Linked DNA regions of Ovis aries: region 2 is linked to region 1. Evidence: chromatin contacts called from public Hi-C data. All regions are on one chromosome and are shown on one strand. Each heading gives the region's core, a stretch centred on a gene start, on an enhancer-like site or on the middle of the called end of the contact. The rest is flanking DNA. Distances are from core to core; before and after follow the strand shown.

Evidence for each region. A called contact is a pair of places that touch in the nucleus more often than the background predicts.
Region 2: a contact with region 1 is called in a Hi-C map of muscle, with 6 times the contacts expected there. The contact joins the promoter of HIVEP2 here to the enhancer-like site in region 1. A contact is called at or near these places in 3 of 16 Hi-C or Micro-C datasets (muscle, skin fibroblasts and tail adipose tissue).

What each region holds. Positions count from the first base shown.
Region 1 is chr8:67,545,710-67,552,680 of ARS-UI_Ramb_v3.0, forward strand. The region is part of intron 2 of HIVEP2 (HIVEP zinc finger 2); the gene reads right to left. Among named protein-coding and RNA genes, the nearest start is that of HIVEP2, 59 kb to the right of the region's middle. Within about 2 kb of position 3,447, at least 7 of the 54 cell types and tissues checked have an H3K27ac peak or open chromatin away from gene starts, as enhancers often do. A contact at or near this core is called in muscle, where this site is marked.
Region 2 is chr8:67,605,500-67,612,470 of ARS-UI_Ramb_v3.0, forward strand. HIVEP2 (HIVEP zinc finger 2) reads right to left here and starts at 2,664. Exons shown (of 11, transcript XM_060419743.1): 1 at 2,118-2,664.

The DNA of each region.
Region 1 (6,971 bases), core at 2,197-4,696:
TGGGCCTCAGCAATATTTGGCAATAATCATTCGTTTCTGTGCTTTACAGTTCAACAAGTACTTTCACATATATTCATAAAGTTATCTTTAAGACAACTTAAGATAGCCAGAAAGCAAAGAAGAACTAAAGAGCCTCTTGAAGAAAGTGAAAGAGGAGAGTGAAAAAGTTGACTTAAAACTCAACATTCAGAAAACGAAGATCATAGCATCTCATCCCATCACTTCATGGGAAATAGATGGAGAAACAGTGGAAACAGTGTCAGGCTTTATTTTGGGGGGCTCCAAAATCACTGCAGATGGTGACTGCAGCCATGAAATTAAAAGATGCTTGCTCCTTGGAAGAAAAGTTATGACCAACCTAGATAGCATATTCAAAAGCAGAGACATTACTTTACCAACAAAGGTCCGTCTAGTCAAGGCTATGGTTTTTCCAGTGGTCATGTATGGATGTGAGAGTTGGACTACAAAGAAAGCTGAGTGCCGAAGAATTGATGCTTTTGAATTGTGGTGGTGGAGAAGACTCTTGAGAGTCCCTTGGACTGCAAGGAGATCCAACCAGTCCATCCTAAAGGAAATCAGTCCTGAATATTCATTGGAAGGACTGATTCAGAAGCTGAAGCTCCAATCCTTCGTCCACCTCATGCGAAGAGTTGACTCATTTGAAAAGACCCTGATGCTGGGAAAGATTGAAGGCAGGAGGAGAAGGGGACAACAGAGGAAGTGATGGTTAGATGGCATCGCCAACTCAATGAACATGAGTCTAAGTAAACTCCAGGAGTTGGTGATGGACAGGGAGGCCTGGCGCACTGCAGTCCATGGGGTTACAAATAGTTGGACAAGATTGAGCCACTGAACTGAACTGAAGATAGCCAGAGAATTTTATTATTCCCATTTCTCAGAAAGTTAAAGTAATGGTAATGCTAGTAGGTAAAACTGTCAGGTTAATAACTCGAAGTATAGAACTTTCACCATATGTCTGGAACTTCATGGTGCTTCAAATTTCCAAAGAAGAATCCAGATTTTTGTTAATATCTCCCACATGACGAATTTTAACAAAATATGAGGTATCACATCATACATACATCTCATCATCATATATGTGTGTGCATATAAATATATAATTTACTATTTTTAAAGTATTTTTTTGTGTGGACCATTATTAAAGTCTTTATCAAATTTGTTAACAATATTGCTTCTGTTATTTTTTCACGTTCTGGCTTTTTGACCACGAGTCATGTGGGATCTCAGCTCCTAACCAGAAAGATAATCTGTGCCCCCTGCATTGGAAGGTGAAGTTTTAACCACTGGACCTCCAGAAATTCCCTATAATTTACTTTTAATTGATATCAATATAAACATATCACTGAATAGTCTTTAACCGTGTTTCTATCCACAATCATTTAGCAGAGCCTTATAATACCCTACAAAGAAGGCATGCTAGGTAGGAGAATTCCCATTTCCAGATAAGGAAATGGGGATGTGGAGAGAACTTGACTCTTTACAATGTCTGTGTAGCATGATGAAGAGCAATGATATATGTACTTGGGCTGCGGGTTGAGATCTATTACCAAGCAGCTGAGTGACTTTAGGTAAATCACCCAAATGCTCTGAGACGCACTTTCCTTCTAGGAAAAGTAAAGACTGTGAGTCACTCACAGATACCACTTAACTGACAAAATTTTATTATTCTGCAACTCAGCGAATTCAGCGGCGTGGCTGAGACAAGGCCCCAGATGGTCTAAGTCCTGGCTGGTTCTTTGCCTCATCCCATACTGTACCGCCTCTAAGGAGCTCCCCCTGCTTTTCACAATTGAGGAGTTCATTCCATTTGTTTGTACATTTATCTTTACAGAGCCTTAGGCCTGGTACAGTCTTCGTTTCCTGAGCTTATGGACAGCCAGTAAAAACATTCCTTTCAAGAAAGGCTGGTGAGACAGACAGGGCTTCTGGAGAAAAGGGCGTGTCCTCCCACGACCTCCCTTCAATGCACGGCCACGCTTTGGATTTGCGGACAGGAGATGCATTCCCATCTGATGGCTTTTGATGTCATTTTCATTTTTCAAAGAAACAATATAAAATCCACAGTTGATAGGAAAGTCAGGCTCTTACGTCCAGGTCCAGGGACAGGGTCACTTAATTGAATGCCATTTAAATGGCCCAATCAAAACCTTGCTACCATGAAGGCAGGGTCACATCCAGAAGCTGGAGGTAAGGACTCCAGTGCCCAGATCCACCCAGAACTTCTCTGCTGGAATAAAGCAACTTCTTCCTACATCCCTGCTGAGGCAGGTGCCAGAGAAAAAAGCAACCTGACCCCCTGAAGAGTCTCTGGAGCCCAGCAGTAAGTAACCTGAGCTGCTCTAGGTTATTTTTTGCTGAGGGCTAGTGGTTCTTAAAGGGACTGCGCTCTGCATGCACATATCCAGACACAGGACGCAAATCAATGAAAAGACCAATGAGATGTGCCTGTCTTCAGCTAAGGTAGTTGATCAGAAGTATGTTCAACGAGAAGGTATGTGAGCAAATGTTTTATTGCACTTTCAAGGGGATCAGTAGTAATGTCCTGTGATATAACATCATGGGAGTGCTAAATAACAGAGAACTCCACTGGTTTAATGTAGAAAAAGAAAGCAGGCATTCCCCAAGGATCTGTCCTCAGTGCCAGACTGCTACTTAAGAAGAGAGGGGGGCCCAGAGATTAGAGCTGGAGATGTCTGCCAGGACTGGGCTCTCCAGTTATCATCCCCCTAAATGCTCACGACAATCCTGACAAGTATAAAACAGTACAAAGAAGGAAAGCGGTGCTGTACGAGACTTTGGAACACTCTCACAAGTTACGTGATTTACGTGTTAGGTGAGTGCTGGTCTCTTCCAATAGTGTCTATTTGAATGAAGACTGCGAAAGCAAACACTCACCCAACTCATAAAACAATTCTCCTGAAACAACTAGTCCCTTCATTCTCTGTCCTACATCCCTAAACTGGCCAGGGAGGAACAGGAATAATCCAGTAACGAGGAAAGTGGGATCCAGAGTCACAAGTGCACAGATTTGGAAACCTGCTCCCCCACCAACTCACTGGGTGACCTTGGGCATGCTAGCTACACGTATGAAGCTTCAGTGGCAATAACAGTAATACTCATATCATCAGGCTGGTTTGGAGATTAAATAAGATACTCATAGGCGTAGTGTACTTGGACTTGTGCCTGGCACATGGAACCCTTCAGTTAAACAGTTGCTATTATTAGTTGCATTAGTATTCCTATTCAGCAAGGGTGTAATTCAAGTTGCCTTGAAATCTGGCCATGTATAATCATGAGAAAAATAACGTATCAGCTAGCTGTCGGGCAGGTAGCTTACAGATGTAATCTCTGTTGCCCACAACTCTGCCAGGCAAGTGATGCTAACCCCTGTGCCGATGACGGACGTGAGGCTCAGAGGTTTCGTAACCAGCCTGAGTCATAACTAGTAAGTGACACAGCAGGGATTTTAACTCAGGTCTGACTTCAAAGCCTGTACTCCTTCCATCCAACTGAGAAATAGTTGGGGAGCAGTGTGGAAAGAGGAGGGGAAGGATCCTCTCAGTCAGTTTTTATTCCACAGCTTGTGAACTATTCCCTTAGGTCAGCCACATAACCTCTCTGTCCCATTTCATCTTCCAGCTGTGATTATTTTTTGGGGGGGAGCAGGATCTGACTTCTGCAGCAAGTCACCCACCTATTATTGATCAACAGGTAATTCTACAGAGAATAATAAAGTTCTCTGTAATCCTATTAAAACTACATTATTCTAAGTGGTTGTTTCTGAGCCATTGATCTTTAGAAATCCACAACCTCTATATAATATAAATCATGCAAAAATACAAATGCCCAACATCTCATAGTTCACAAGCATTGGCTCAATTAATCAAGATACTCAGCAAGGTGGCTACGTGCCGGTTTCTTAGGTGAAGAAAGAGAGACACAGGTTAAGTCAACTGCTCACAGTCACATAGTCAGGAAAAAGCATACTTAGCACTTGAATATCCAGTTTTTCTGATGACCTATCTCTGTTCTGTCCATTTTACTCTATCTTTCTCTGGAAGAATACCAGGATGATCTGCTATGCTGAGAAATACACTAAGGTATGATCTATTATTAGTATTCCCTTCTGTCCTTCATGCACTGCCTTTTACTTATGCTATAAAACATAGTTTCAATTAACATCTATGCTGCTCTCCAACATAGCGCAGAGAAAACCAGTCGACAGGATAACTTCCCAAGGCCGGAGTGGCTGGGGTACAGGGTCATGTTTTACTTGTCGCAATAGAACTTGAAGTGTCTTAGGGATAGGTGTTCAATAATTTCATTGACTAAAGCTCAAGACAAATATTACTTTATAAAATCATATGTATATCCCTATTTTGAATAATGATTTTAAAAAATATAGGTGCTCTGAACAAGAGAATGACAACAGATGTTATGTTTCAGAATAACATTTGTTTAATGTCTACCACGTGGATTGCACAGTCCTAAATGCTTTACATTTACTAACTTATGTATTCCTGGCAACATTTCTAGAGGTACGCACTGTCATTATCCTATGTTACAGTCAAAGAAACTAAGCCACATTAACTTGCCCAAAGGCATAAAGATAGGTAGTTGCAGAGCAATAACTTGAACCCAGCAATTCTGGCAACCAGAGTTCAGATCTCATGTAATCTTCACAACAACCCCAGGCAGCAGTGCTCATCATCTTGGAGACTGAAGGTTGTCCTTGATGATTCACTGATAATCAGGAGAAAAATGGGCTTCCCTTGTGGCCCAGCTGGTAAAGAATCCACCTGCAATGTGGGAGACCTGAGTTCGATCCCTGGATTGGGAGGGCTACCTGGTGAAGGGAAAGGCTACCCACTTCAGTATTCTGCCCTGGAGAATTCCATGAACCATATAGTCTATGGGGTTGCAAAGAGCAACACGACTGAGTGACTTTCACGTCACAGGAGAAAAATAAAAGAATCCAATTTAATTGTTTATAATAGCAATCCTGTTCTATGATCAAAATTTACCCCAAGTAATACACCCACCATATTACAATTTAAAAAGTTGTTGGAAAACTAAAATTTATTGCTACATTTCATTTTAATACTTGAAGTTTGAATTTGTAACCAGTTTGGCTCTCCATGAACAATATCTTTTGACATTTTTTTTCCCACATAATCTTGCATTCTTCACATTGCTTTCCACTTATAATCTTAAAATCATTGTGATTCTACCACCCTTTGAAACCTATCTTTTGAAACATAGAAATTTGTAGAGGGATTTCTTCAGGACTTAAATTCTTATCTCTCTTCTTGCCCTCAAGCTTATCATCTCCTTATCTTTTTCTGTTCTACTTTCCCTGTCTTGTTTATTTTCCTTGTCACATGACTTAGGGTGCTGCCCAGTACTATAGCCATCTTCCAAAACTAGAAACTCTTCCACAGGATTCTCAAAGTTGAGTGTGCAGGCAACCGACAACATTATCTTCTTAGGTGGGTCCCCAAGTCTACATTTTCAGCAAGCTGCCCTGGTAAGTCATACACATACTGGAATACATTATAGGATTTGCACTCTGCCAATTCCTAGATATAGTCCTCCTATTGAAGCCTTTTTCATTTAGCAAAATCTCTTTGCTAGTTTTAGGAAAATGTAAACATCACTGAAACTTCAGCTAAGAGCATCATACAACATGCAGGTCAAGAAACAAGTTAAAACTGGACATGGAACAACAAACTGGTTCTAAATTGGGAAAGGTGTATGTCAAGGCTGTATATTGTCACCCTGCTTATTTAATTTATATGCAGAGTACATTATGAGAAATGCTGGGCTGGATGAAGCACAAGCTGGAATCAACATTGCCGGGAGAAATATCAATAACCTGATATGCAGATGACACCACACTTATGGCAGAAAGTGAAGAAGAACTAAAGAGCCTCTTGATGAAAGTGAAAGAGGAGAGTGAAAAAGTTGACTTAAAACTCAACATTCAGAAAACGCATGGCATTGAGTTCCATCACTTCCTGGCAGATAGATGGGGAAACAATGGAAACAGTGACAGACACTATTTTGGGGGGGGCTCCAAAATCACTGCAGATGGTGACTGCAGCCATGAAATTAAAAGATGCTTGCTCCTTGAAAGAAAAGCTATGACCAACCTAGACAGCATATTAAAAAGCAGAGACATTACTTTGCCAACAAAGGTTCATCTAGTCAAAGCTATTGTTTTTCCAGTGGTCATGTATGGATGTGAGAGTTGGACTGTAAAGAAAGCAGAACACTAAAAAACTGATGCTTTTGATCTGTGGTGTTGGAGAAGACTCTTAAGAGTCCCTTGGACTGCAAGGAGATCGAAACCAGTCCATCCTAAAGGAAATTGGTCCTGAATATTCATTGGAAGGACTGATGCTGAAGCTGAAGCTCCAATCCTTCGGCCACCTGATGTGAAGAGTTGACTCACTTGAAAAGACCCTAATGCTGGGAAAGACTGAAGGTGGGAGGAGAAGGGGACGACAGAAGATGTGATGGTTGGATAGCATCACTGACTCAATGAACATGAGCTTGAGTAAACTCCAGGAGTTGATGATGGACAGGGAAGCCTGGCATGCTGCAGCCCATAGCGTTGCAAAGAGTCAGACACGACTGAGCGACTGAAGTGAACTAAACGTAAATCAAAGATTTTAGCACACTCTATTATTTATTTCAATGTGTAGCTATAAGGCAACAATACAAATGAGTGCTGAATCAAATGAGGACTCCAAATGAATCAACTGAAGACTCCCAATGTAAGTGCTTAAGATGACATGCCCACCCTCTATTGATGGAGATTGCTGATGCAATAAGTCTTTATTTTCAGCATTTTACTTAAGTGTAAAACCTGACACTTGAGTCCCTATATTTACCCTCACTATCTAAAATCATTTTTATTGAACCAATTAAGAACCAATGACTGATAT
Region 2 (6,971 bases), core at 1,414-3,913, 59 kb after region 1:
CTGGGGAGGAGAAAGGAGTCGCCGAAATGCCAACAGCCGGCTCCTCCGCTGCGCTCGCTCGGCCGCAGGCCGGCGGCCCGGCCCTCGCGCCGCCCGCCCCCGGCCCCGGCCCGCGCCGCGCGGCCCCCTCCCCCGTTACCTGACGACGGGCGGCCGGCGGCCGCGGCAGCCGCAGCGGTGGCCCGGCGGTGCGCGCCGGTGCACGTCCCTCATTAGTAACCAGGCACATTCCTGCCTCCAGCGCTCCCGCGCCGCCCCCTCCCCCCAGGACATTACGCAAAGCAGCCTCCCCTCATCTGCATAGATCCTCGGCCAGGGTATTCCCCGCATTTCCCAACGCGCCCGACCCCCCCTCCCGAGGTCTCCCCCATCCCCGCCCCCTCCGACCCTCACCCTCCGGACGCCGGTCCCGAGCCGGGGGCGCGCGCCGGGAGGGGCCAGAGGGGTCCGGCGGAGGCGATTACGGTGTAAAGTGAAACGAGCTCCCAATGCTAAAGGAGGCAGGAAAAAACACCGCGCCGAGGCCACTTACCGAGCCGAGGGACCTAGATTCCCGCCGCTCTGCTCGCCCGAACGGTCGGTCCGCCCTCCACGCACCCCGAGGCTGCACCCAGCACCCCCAAAAGTCGAGACGTGTAGGAATATGGTTAAGGAGCCAGGAGACCCTCCAAGTTGCTCCGGGCTCCCGGGAGCCTCAACGTCCAAGACACAACTTGGCCAAGACTTGTGCCACAGTCACCGGAGATGTTTCTGCGGAGACCCTCCTCCGGCGGGCAGAGACAGCGCTCGGCGGCGCCCCGCTCGCCTCCTCTCCACCCCCTCACCTCCAGCCCGCCTCCGGCCGGCCGCCCGCCCCCGGGCCGCTAGCCCCTCGGGCGGCTGTCAGCTCCCGGCAGCCGCCGGGTGACAGGGGCGGGAGGAGGGCGCGACGCGGCGGCCCGAGCCCGAGCGGGCGAGGGGGATCCTCGCAGCAGCAGCAGCGGCAGCCGCTCACCTGGAAAGTCACCGCTGAGAAGAAGGAGGAGGAGGAGGACGGAGAGAAGGAGGAGGAAGAGGAGGGAGAGGAGGAGGGGGAGGAAACCCCCCTGGTGCCCTTGTTCTCGCTGCCGCGGCGGCCGCTCCTCGCCAAGGCTGAGCGTGTCTGGTGGGGGGTGTCTGGTAGCATTTCCTTAAGGACAGAGGGAGGGCGGGTGCGGAGGGAGGGAAGCGATCCCGACCGCCGGCCCAGGCTCCTCTTTCCTTTTATTTATTTTTCTGACACTGTACGGAGATGGGCCCGGGGCAGGGGCCACGAGGCTCGGGAGGGAGCCGCGAGGCCCGGGCCGCAGCCGTCTGCGTGCGGGAGCCGCAGCGGCCGCCTCCCCTCCCGGTCTGTGGACGCACCGGGTTATTCCTGGCAGCGCCTCCCCGAACAGAAGTTACTAGGAGGAGTGCGCGGCGAGGGCGGGCGGGGGGGAGAGGCGGAGAGAGGGAGGGAGGAAGAGGGAGAGACTCAGCCAGCGACGTCATCGGATCCCCCAGCGCGTCCCAGGGAGGGAGGCTGAACCAGAAAAACCAGTCTGGAGCCGGCGAGCGGAGTGGGTTGAGCGGCTCGCGGGGCGACCGGGCAGGGAGGCGACCGCTAGGGCAGGGCCGGGCCCCCGCGCGGCCGCTCCGGGCGGGAAAACCGCGGCCGCGCTCTCGCTCGCTCGGATCAGGGATCTCCCCCGGAGGGCTGGTCTCTACTTGTCTTGCAGAAAAAAAACTTGGGCGTCTCTCGGAGCCTGAGAATTTCCTATAGGGATATGGAAACCTCCTCTCCCCACCCCCATCTTCCCCATTTCCCAGATGCTGGTTCCCGGTCTTGAACACGCACGGCATTACAGAATAATGAGTATTGTCTTGGACGATTCTGGCCGGTTCCATCCTCTGATCCCTTTCCCTCACCCCGCCTCTGCTACTCACATTTGTTATCGGTCAAGAAAAACAAAATCAGACTGTAGCTGGCTGGCTGCGTTTCTGGAGCTTTGCAAAGTGTTTTAGTAGCACTTTTGTTGCACCCCCACCCCCACCCCCGCGGAAGCACGAACTTTTCTGGCGCCCTAAATGCCCCAACTGCCTTCCCTGAGGTCACTCACCAGGGCGCCCAGGGCGCACCCAGTTCGGGGAACGCGGCCCGCCCCGCCGGGGTATTCAAATCGGCTGGGGCAGCGGCGCAGGGAGCAGCTGCCGGCTTCCTGGTGGGCCGAGCTGGGACCTGGGGCGAGCGGCCGCCCCCAGCCTGCGCGAGTCCCTTCCTCCGAAGGGACGCGAGTGAAATCACACGCAGCTCGGGGAGAGCGGGGCCATGGGGCGGGGGAATCCCAGGCGAGTAGGCGCCGGGACGCTGGGCTTCCTCCCCGGCCCGGCGACACCCCGGGGGACGCCGGGGCTCCCTCGAGCCGCTAGCCTGCCCGTGTGGACTCATGTACACCCTAGAGGGGGAGGTTCCCGGGAGGCCGCGGCGGCCGGAGAGCCGCAAGAGGCCGTCGGGCCGGGCGGATGCCCCGAGCGCCTCCTCCGGGTGGTCTCCGTACCGGGCGGGGACCGCGCGCCGCCCCTCCCGGGCGGCCGAGGGGAGCCGAGTGCCCGGGCGCCGCGGGCCCCAGCCGCCCTCCCCACCCCGCGGCCGCGCCGCCGCCCTGCCCCGGGCAGAGTAAACAAGAGACGCGCAAGATTTGACCTGGCGCGACCCGGATTTCTGGCCGGGGTTCCCCCTGAGCAGGTGACTCCGTGGGAGGGGTGGAAATTAGTCTCTGGAATTCCGAGCCAAATACATTCACTGTGGTTCTGCTTTTAAGGCAGGTATTTCACCGACAACTGCGGACTGTTTTGCGTCTCAAGTTTCAGATTTCGCGGAAAGGGACCAAATGTCAAGGCATATCAAATATTCCCTTCCCTTTTCATTAAAAGAGAGTGCATTAATAGGACAGCCCCTTTAATGACTGCAAGAATAGCACTGCCGGTTTCGTTTCTGTTTTGTTTTGTTTTTCATTTCGACGTATAATCAGTGTATTTCTGAGGTTCCGGTGCAAGGGCGACATAGCCCTGAGGGCCGCTTCTGCACCGTCAAGAGGTGATACATTTTTTATCGATATTTTTTTAAAGGAGAAAAATCTGAATGATTTTTAAAAGTTTCACTGTGTCCTTTGAGAGTGAGCTCATTTAAATTCAGGGCCTACTTCCACTGAAGCGGCTTCTCCTTTCATTGTATAAGTTTTTTTATCGTTCTGCCTCTCTTGACTTAACTTGAAGCACTTAATAAAAACTCCCGATCATCATTTTCTCTTAAATGTATGCTATTGCATTTTTAGACATCCGTTTATTAAGCAAAACGTGAGTTTTGAAAATATTTTTCGCTGTCAAACCCACCTGCTACATACTCCCAGAACCCATTTTATTTAATTGCTTAATAGAGAAGATTAAGCAGTTTCTTTAAGAATCCAAATTTCTTTCACACACAATAACAGCTGCCCAAGCTCCCAGAAGCTAAGCAAGGAAAGTAGCAAGCAGTGTCTTGCTTCACAAGAATAAATGTTAGTTGAAATCTTAAAAGTCTGTTTTAAAGGACTAGATTAAGTGGTATAATGGGAATATTAGGATACTTAGGTAATTAGTTTACTTTTTTTAAAGCAAATAGACATGAGTTTTGATGACCTAAGTGGACCCCTAAAGATAGTCTTTAGTCCAGCTTTTGTCCCAAGATCATCAGATACTAAAGATGATAGCCTGAACTGAGTTTAAGCACAAGTAAAAATACTTATGAATATGTGTACACTAGGTGACATCCCCTCTGGTAGGAAGAATCACTGTCTTTAAGTAAAAGCATCCCTGTCTCCAGCTGCTAATTCTAAGACATGTCTGTCTAGTTACTTCTATTTAAGGGCGATATGGTAACACAAAAATTCCTCTCCCCAGAGAACTTCAAAGTCAAAACCAAAACTGGCCTTGGTAAACTATGCACTCAGCCCTGAGGAGTGCTATAGTTAAGTGAGGTTGGCTAGGGCAGAGCTTGACCCTGCCTGGAAACCCACATGGAGCATTACAACAAGGTAGGAACTTTCTTTTCATTCCTTGTCTTTCTTCTTACTTCTCAGGTTCAAAGGAAAGGAAAATTTGGTAATCTGGATTATAAGATATTAAGAAAGTAAAATAATGCCGCATGGCAGTAAGTTTTTTTTTTCAGAGTCAGAAATCACTTCAAACTGAAAGCGCTTTTTTTTTTAACTTTCACTGCACTGGTTCTTAGTTGCAGCACGTGGGATCTAGTTCCCCAACCAGGGATCAAAACCTGGACCCCCAGCATTAGGAGCGAAGGGTCTTAACCACTGGACCACCAGGGAAGTCCCTGAAAGCACTTCATTCAAAAAATATTTATTGAGTGCCTACTACATGCTGAAGACACTTAGGATCAGTGAACTCACAAAAAAAATCTCTGCTCTCTTGGAACTTGTATTCTAGGAGGGGGAAAGGAGATGGAAGAGGAACAGGATATAAAACAGCCCTAACATATAAATGGTAGAGAACTTTGGAAGATTACAAGCAAAAACAAAAATAGGGTAAAGGATGGGGTGGGAGGTGTCATGTTTCAGTATTAAATAGGAAGATCAGAATGGGACTCACTGAGAAGTGACATTTCTGCTGAGGCTTGAAAAGGAAATGATTTAGCAGTGGATATATCTGGAGTAAAGAATGTTGCAGGTAGAGGGACCAGCTAAGATTAAGTTCTAAGACTGGAGCAGGCCTGGCATGTTTGTGGACTTAAGGGAAACAGTGTGACAGGAACAGAATGCAACTGCCTGTGAATGAAACAGCCTCCCAGGCCACTGTCAGGACTTTTCTCATTCAGAAAAAAAAAAGCTTGACAAAGGGCAGATTTATTGTGTTACCACCCAATCCCACTTAATCTGAAATTTTGTGGCCAGGAATCTGCATTTCAATAAGTTTTTGATCCTCATCCATTCTAAATCTCAAGATGTACTGCCACAAAGCACAGTGACTGATACACCCAGTCAGGTAGGAACTGGGTACCAGGAGCCATTATACAGACAGCTTCCAGAATCAGGCAAGGCTGTGTTGTTTATCAGGACTCTTGCAGTTGGCAAGTTGCAATCCTCAACTCAAACTAGCTTAATTAAAGGGACTTTATTGATTCAGACAACCAGAATATCAAGGACTAAATTCCAATTCAGTGGGACCCTGAGGCTCAGATGATGTTACCCTGGTTCAGTCATTTCCCCTCTCTCCGCTCTTTTTGTCTCTCTGTTTCATTTCCCTCTTCAGACCAGCACTCTGCGGTGTGCTGGCTGTAGTCCCAAGTGACTGTTTTCCTGGGTTAGCAACCTCAGTAGGAAAAGACCTTCCCAGATAGCTCAGGCAGGCTTACTAGTCAAGTCCTTGCACCAGAACCAATCATTGATCACAGTTTCTGGAAGAGTACTGTGCATTTCAGCAGTCCATGCTGCTAGGAAGACTAACTTCTTTATTCTTGAGAGCACTCAGGGAATATGAACATCTGGTCTTTTTCCTAAGGAAAATGGGTTCAGAGGCTTCTCATGGAAAACCTTCTTAATAAAGTACAAAAACTCAGATTAGGAAACAGTCAGTACCAGGATTACTGAAATCCAAATGCACCTTAGATACAGGGAAAACAGAGGCTTAACAATACCTCACTAATAATTTACCTACATCACATTGGTACTCTGACGCTCAGTCGTGTCCAGCTCTTTGCAACCCCATGGGCTGTAACCTGCCAGGCTCCTCTCTCCATGGAACTCTCCAGGCAAGAATACTGGAGTGGGTTGCCATTCTTTTCTCCAGGGGATCTTCCTGACCCAGGGATCAAACCACATCTCTTGTGTCTCCTATGCTGGCAGGAGGATTCTTTCCCACTAGCGCCACCTGGGAAACGCACATTAGCCCTTTGCCACTCTACTCTTTTCCATCAGCTCCTGCCACTCCAAAATAAATTTTAACTGAAATTCCTTCACTCAACAGTCATTGCTGCTGCTGCTGCTGCTGCTAAGTTGCTTCAGTCGTGCCTGACTCTGTGCGATCTCATAGATGGCAGCCCACCAGGCTCCCCCGTCCCTGGGATTCTCCAGGCAAGAACACTGGAGTGGGTTGCCATTTCCTTCTCCAATGCATGAAAGTGAAAAGTCAAAGTGAAGTCACTCAGTCGTGTCCGACTCCTAGCGACCCCATGGACTGCAGCCTACCAGGCTCCGCCGTCCATGGGATTTTCTAGGCAAGAGTACTGGAGTGGGGTGCCATTGCCAATAGTCGTTACTTGGGGTTAAGTCTCTGCATCTATCGAAATCTTCCATTACAAGCCAGATACAAGCAGTGAGCTCTTACTATCCTAAGCTCTTAATAGGTCATTAACTTCTTATGAGAGATTTATTTTTTAAATTGCCTTTCCAAAGCGACAGCTACCTCAGGACTCAGACTGATTTATCTTGATAAAACATAAGATGGGGATGATATGAGGAGGGGGATAAGACAAAGAGGTCAAGCTTGGGCAGGACTGCTATGGGGGAAAGGGTGGAGAAATATGAAATGAGAGACAGGCAAAACAAAAGGAGGTCTTCGGTACCCACCGAGGATGCCTCTGCTCAGGGTCTGAGAAGGGAGCGCCATGATGATCTGGGCTTCTCAGGCAGGAGGGAAGTGGGTGGCTCCAGCAGTCCAGAGTATAGGTCCCCCTCTGACCTTGAGCTCAAGGGAGACTTGCCTTCCCTCTCCAGGCCTCTACTTCCTCATCCGAACAACAAGGAGATCCCCTTCTAACCACAGATTCTGACAATTCTGAACTCCCTACAGTTCAGTAGGCCCTGAAGGGAGGGAACAAGAGGGGAGGGCAGCAGAAAGGAGAAAAATAAGGCAGAGAGCCTATCAAGGACCATTGCATTCTTCAAAAGCTCGTGAGTAGTTTCTTAGGAGAAAACCTCAAT